2 separate regions of the Mustela erminea genome follow, and region 1 is linked to region 2. A link is a contact called in public Hi-C data. All regions are on one chromosome and are shown on one strand. Each heading gives the region's core, a stretch centred on a gene start, on an enhancer-like site or on the middle of the called end of the contact. The rest is flanking DNA. Distances are from core to core; before and after follow the strand shown. Region 1 holds the start of COPRS (coordinator of PRMT5 and differentiation stimulator). Region 2 holds the start of LOC116576910 (protein argonaute 12-like).

Evidence for each region. Hi-C and Micro-C count contacts between places; a contact is called where the count stands out from the background.
Region 1: a Hi-C map of skeletal muscle shows a contact between it and region 2, with 7 times the contacts expected there. The contact joins the promoter of COPRS here to the promoter of LOC116576910 in region 2. A contact is called at or near these places in 3 of 3 Hi-C or Micro-C datasets (fibroblasts, skeletal muscle and spleen).

The regions. Positions count from the first base shown.
Region 1 is chr18:21,411,658-21,414,533 of mMusErm1.Pri, forward strand. It overlaps COPRS (coordinator of PRMT5 and differentiation stimulator), which reads right to left and starts at 1,397. Exons shown (of 5, transcript XM_032321936.1): 1 at 1,223-1,397. The coding sequence starts at 1,321.
Region 2 is chr18:21,187,322-21,190,145 of mMusErm1.Pri, forward strand. LOC116576910 (protein argonaute 12-like) reads left to right here and starts at 1,477. Exons shown (of 6, transcript XM_032319470.1): 1 at 1,477-1,499. The coding sequence starts at 1,477.

The DNA.
Region 1 (2,876 bases), core at 147-2,646, 220 kb after region 2:
AGTCCTCCCTTAATGAATAAGTTGTACCTCCTGTAGTCAGTGACAACCCTTGGTCACGGCTACAGGTCAGCTGGCAGCATCTCTCATGTGCACCACTGCGGTAGGTCCCTGCCCTCCCCACTCACCCACCCTGCCCAGCCTTAACAGTATCAACCACCACTCTGCTCAAAAATCTTCAACAGCCCTCCACGTGGGCACATAAAATTGGCCATGGCATTCACACCAACCCATCATCACCCCTCAACCTGTTGAGCATAGTCCTCTCCCCTTGCCCTGAGGCTGTGCCACCGAAGCTCCCACCCATTTGCTCCCCACCTCTGCAGGCGCCACCAACCTGTCCCCTTGGAGAGAAAAGCCCGCATCCTTCCTGCTACATCCTGATGGAATCACTATCATCCTATGCGCACTCCAAAGTAATTTGTGTATGTCTATCACTGCATTTTTGTTATCTTACTCGGGTTTAGTACCATCTCTGATGCTTAAACAAGCATTCCTGTCCTCTCTCCCATTAACAGCAGCGTCTTCCTGTCCTCTCTCCCATTAATAGCCGCGTCTATCGTGGCACGGCAGGACACTAGGCGCCGGGTTAACAGCACTCAGCAGAGGGTTCCTACCCTCACGGAGCTCACCATCCAGCAGGACTGACTGACTGTAAACAGGGACAGGTGATGACAGTAATAACGGTCTTTTGAAACAGCAGGAGCTGTCTGGCGCGCAAATGAAAACAAGTTTCTGGAACCCCTGCGTCAAGCCGGGCCTTGGGTTTCAGCAAACAGAAAAGGAGAGCGCGCCTCAGACGTCATGTGGTGCTCAGGTTGAGCCGTGCATCCCCACCCATGGTCCCAAGTCCAGTGGGGACAGCGCGCTGCTCGCAGCCCTCACCTGGCCCCGGCCCAGGCCCCCGGCAGCGGCCCCCAGTTCTTGGCCATCAGCATCACCTCCCATTCAGCGAGTAAGCAGAGGCGCCCCCGCGATGGCCGGCCCGCCCCCCGCCCCCCCCGCCCCCCCCCGCCCCGCTCGCCTTCCCCCGCCGCCTCCCACGCCCTAGGCAGCCGCAGCCCGGCAGTTTCCAGCGCCAGCGCGCGCCCAAACGGCGTTCCTCCGGCCCCACGGCCCCCGCCCCGCCTCGCCTCGCCTCGCCTCGCCCCGCCTCGCCCCGCCTCGCCCGGCCAGCGAGCCCCGCAACTTCCCGCCCCGCGCTGCTGCCGGCGGCCGCGCTCACCCCCGGGCTGGGGGGCGACTCCCGCGCGCTCGGCACTGGCGGACCCCGAGGCGGCTCAGCAGCCCCCGGCCCCCGGGCTCCGGCGGCCTGACGGTCCATGCCTGGCGGCCCGCGGCTCGGCGCCCTGGACGCTGCTCGGCCACGTGACGCGCCCGCCTGGCTGCCAGCCCGAGGATACGCCGCGGAGGGGCCAATCAGCCGGGGGTGCTGCGGCCGAGGGGGGCGGGACCCAGGTCACGAGGAAGCCAGGGGCGGGGCGGCGCGGGAGAGGCGGGGCGCGCGCGACAGCCTCAGCCTCCTACCTACGGGTCCCGGGATCGGATTTTCGTCGCTCCGGCCGGTGCCCGTCCCAGCTGATGGCTAGCTGGGTCTGCGGTGCCGGCAGGGATCCCTACCCCACCACGCTGGGTGTGCTTCGGCCACCGAACCTCGAATTCCTGTTAGGTCATTCAATCACCCGAGTCTACCTGCTAAGTCTACAAAGCTCAGTTCTCAAAAGTTTGAATGCATTTGAGCTCCAACCTCAGTTCACTCTCCATCATAGGTGTTTGTAGAACTCAGGCTGGAATGGGACCATAACCGACCCACAAATGGATGTGCCCGGGGATTCTCCACCCTAAATTATGATAGTTCTTATAAAGGTAATGGATTAGAAATCAGGACAGATGATGAAAACAATGTGCACACACCATACGACAGTCTCCATAACCCTGAACATTCTGTGCTGTCACAGTAGCTTATTCTGGTTTCCTGGTTTTTGTTTTGTTTTGTTTTTTAAAGATTTTATTTATGTATTTGACAGAGAGAGATCACAAGTAGGCATAGAGGCAGGCAGAGAAGAAAGGAGGAAGCAGGCTTCTTGCTGAGCAGAGCCTGATGCAGGACTCGATCCCAGAACCCTGAGATCATGATCTGAGCCCAAGGCAGCGGTTTAATCCACTGAGCCACCCAGGCGCCCTGTTTTTTTTAATGCCTTTGTCAAAGCCTGACCCTCTGCGGCTAGAAGGCAGCAGCAGATGGGCAGGTCCTGACTTGGGGACAAATCCAAAGTCACCCTTCCCTGCCTTCCCCCAGACTGCCTGAACTCTCCATAACAAACCTGCTCAGGGCGTGATAATCATTTTAACAATGAAGTAGCAGGAAAGTTAGAAACGGGGATTCCTGCTCACGAGGACAATCTTTTGGGACATTAGACAGGTTATTCCTTCATCTCCCTCAAAAAATGTCACCCATAAGACATTTGAAAACATAGTGTACAGGAGGAATGGGCAGAACAGTTGAAGGTCAGTGGGAGACCCAGGCTTACAGTCATGGAATGAATAAATTATGGGGACAGAAGCTACAGTATAGGAAATATAGTCAGTGATACTGTAGTGGACTTGTATGATGACAGATGGGAGCTACACTTGTGGTGAGCGCAGCTAACATATGGAGTTGTTGAATGGGCTGTGTTGTACACCTGAAACTGATGTTCACATTGTGTCAACTACACTCAATTTATAATTTTAAATAAAAATTTTTCCTGGGGCACCTGAGTGGCTCAGTGGGTTGAGCCTCTGCCTTCGGCTCGAGTCACGATCCTGGAGTCCTGGGATGGAGCCCCGCCATCAGGCTCTCTGCTCAGCAGACAGCCTGCTTCCCCTGTTCTCTGCCT
Region 2 (2,824 bases), core at 227-2,726:
GTCTCCAGCTCTGTAAGATTTTGTCCTCCCAGCCACGGAGATGGATGTGGGCAGGAGTCTGTCAGAGTGTCTGGGACCTTAAGAATGTCGGTGTCGCATCACACCCTCCCCTCCCCCCACCCCTTAAGGGCTCTGAGGCTGGCTTGCTAAAGAGCCTGACTCCGAGGGGTCATCTGTGGGGGAGGGGGTGCAAAAAGAGCAGAAGCACGGAGCAGTCTTGGAGAGACAGACTACCGTGGGAGAAGAGCAAAGGTAGCATGAATGACCCTGGCTGCTGGGCTTTTCTGAGCTGCTTCCCCAGAGCAGCTGATGGAAGGTGCACCATACCAGGAAGGAACTGGGCAGAGAGGGGCTGCTCTCAGGCCTGTACTTCACTGTGGCGACCCTGGCACATAATGCCATCTACAAAATGTGGGCAATGATAATACCCATCTAAGGGTCAGTGTGAGAACCTAAGGAGAAGCCAAGGGTCTTGGCACCTAGAAATTTCTCACTGAGAGCTAGCTCATCTGGGCACATTCTTGAAGGCGGTAGTTTTCAAATTGCCGGAGGTACATGAGTGGATAGTCAAAGCCATTTTAACAGCTTGCGAGTAGCATTTTTGGGGGGAGGGGAACAGAATGGGCTAGGACAAGAAAACTGTCATGTGCATAAGAATTGTTTCATGAGACATTTTATATACATAAATAGGTACAGATATTTCCTACCATGGGGCATGACTAGAAGTTTGAAAGTCACTGCCCTTAGACAATGTTTCTATAAAGATGGTTGGAAGGTATGTCTTTCTAACTTACTGTCCCCATTTTGGCCATATCAGCATACTTATTTATTGATGAGAGAGAGAGAGAGAGACAGCCAGAGAGGGAACACAAGCAGGCAGAGTGGGAGAAGGAGAAGCAGGATTCCCACTGAGCAGGGAGCCCGATGCAGGACTCGATCCCAGGACCGGGGGATCATGACCTGAGCCAAAGGCAGTCGCTTAACAACTGAGCCACCCTGGTGCCCCTCGGAATACCTTTTCTAATAGTAGAGACTTAATACTTGGCTGTGAACCTTCTCACTAACCATTTTTTTCCATCATTGTGACGATATTCATGACATTGACATTGAAAAATACACATCACATTTTTTTTCTACCTGTCACACACAGGAGCGCTGTGCTTGGGGACACGGGTGTGTCACGGTGAAAGCACTTGGCTCAAAGTACAGCTTGGAGGAACTGTGAGATGCAGACCAGCCCCAGCCCAGTGCCCAGCTTCTCTAGTCCTTGGGGTTGACCTTCCCACTGTGGCCCCCTCAAGGACAGCCCCTGTCTGCTTGTGGACTGGCTCTGGATCTTTTGGGGGATGTCACTCCCAGTGGAGGAGGCCAGAGCCCAGCATCTAACTTTGTCTAGTGAGCTGCCACAAACTCCGCAGAATCTCTTTTCTAGTCCAGCTTTGATTCCATTGATGGGATTAGGTGCCCCCTACGGCCATGCGCTTTGATGTGGTCAGGGGGTAGCAGGGAGATTTCAAGCTCAGGGAGCAAATCTTAATCTTCTGCAGGCTTCTCTGGGATCAGCACTGGGGTAAACCCATTACATCCCTGCCCTTTCATCCCCCCAGGGCACCGGCTCCTCCAGGCCCCTCCAGGCTCCGAGATCCAAAGGGTTTGTCAGATTTAGAGAGAGCAATAAAAGGGGAAGAAAAAGCAGAGCATGAACCCCAGGCCCCCTCTAGCACCGGCAGCATCCCCAGCAATGTCAGTGCATCTTCCTCTTTCTTCCCTTCTAATCCTAGGCTCCCACAAAACAGGGATTACAGACACTTGGGGCCCACTGCTCACCCTGCCTCAGCACTGAGCACCTCTGCCCACACCTGGCCACCATCTGCCCTCCATCCCTCCCAAAGCTGCTCTCTCCTGGGAGCTCCAGCTCCGGCACTTCTGTCTGTCCAGCCCCAGACTCTCCCCTGCATGGAGGGAGCTGGCCAACTGAGCAGATAAAGCACTTCTCTTCCATCACAGTGAGGTTTTAAGGCATGTTTTGGGTTGGTGAGGCCAAGAAAAAGACAGGAACATAGCCAATATCTAGATGAGGCCACAAACAGGTATGTCTCGTGATTTTCTTTAAATTAAATCAGACTCCAGCTCCAACGGAAGAGAAGCAGGGGGTACTGCATCTCAGTGGTGATCTGGGCTTTTCCATCATTCCCTCTTACTTCCTTCTCCATGTTCCCTGGAATCCTGGCCATCTTGAGGGTAGGCATCTTGGCAGAGGCCCGCGGATGCCCCAGATCACTCTCAGATGAGACAGGCAGTTACTCCCCGACGTCCTGGCGTTTCTAGAGAGAGTGGGTCAGCAGTTCCCCACAAAGGGGATTCCGCTGACTTCTGACCCCTTTCCAATCTTGGGAAAGCTGTCGCCGACCCTCTCAGTTTTTCTCTACCACCCTTCCTCCCCACAGTCCCGCTAAAGGAGATCGGGTTTTCGGAAAGCAGAGCCAGGAGAAGAGGTGGTCTGCAGGCAACTGGAAGAGGGGGTGGGGATGGGTAGAAAACACAAAATTAACATCTCTACAAAGCACGCTGCGGGGTACCGTTGCGCTTGGCGCTTTACATTTATTATCTTGGTTGGCCACGCAAGGCCCCAGGAAGCGTCTGGATGGCTCCGGGTTCCAAATGGGGAGGTTGAGGCCGGCCACCGGAGAGCTCCACCCGGACGGGGACACGGCCTAGGAGCAGCGTGGCCGGCAGGGGGCTCTCCGCGCCGGCCTTCGCGCGAGGACGCGCCGGCAGCCGCTCCGACCGGTCAGAGGAGGAAAAGGGAAAATTACTGGAGCTC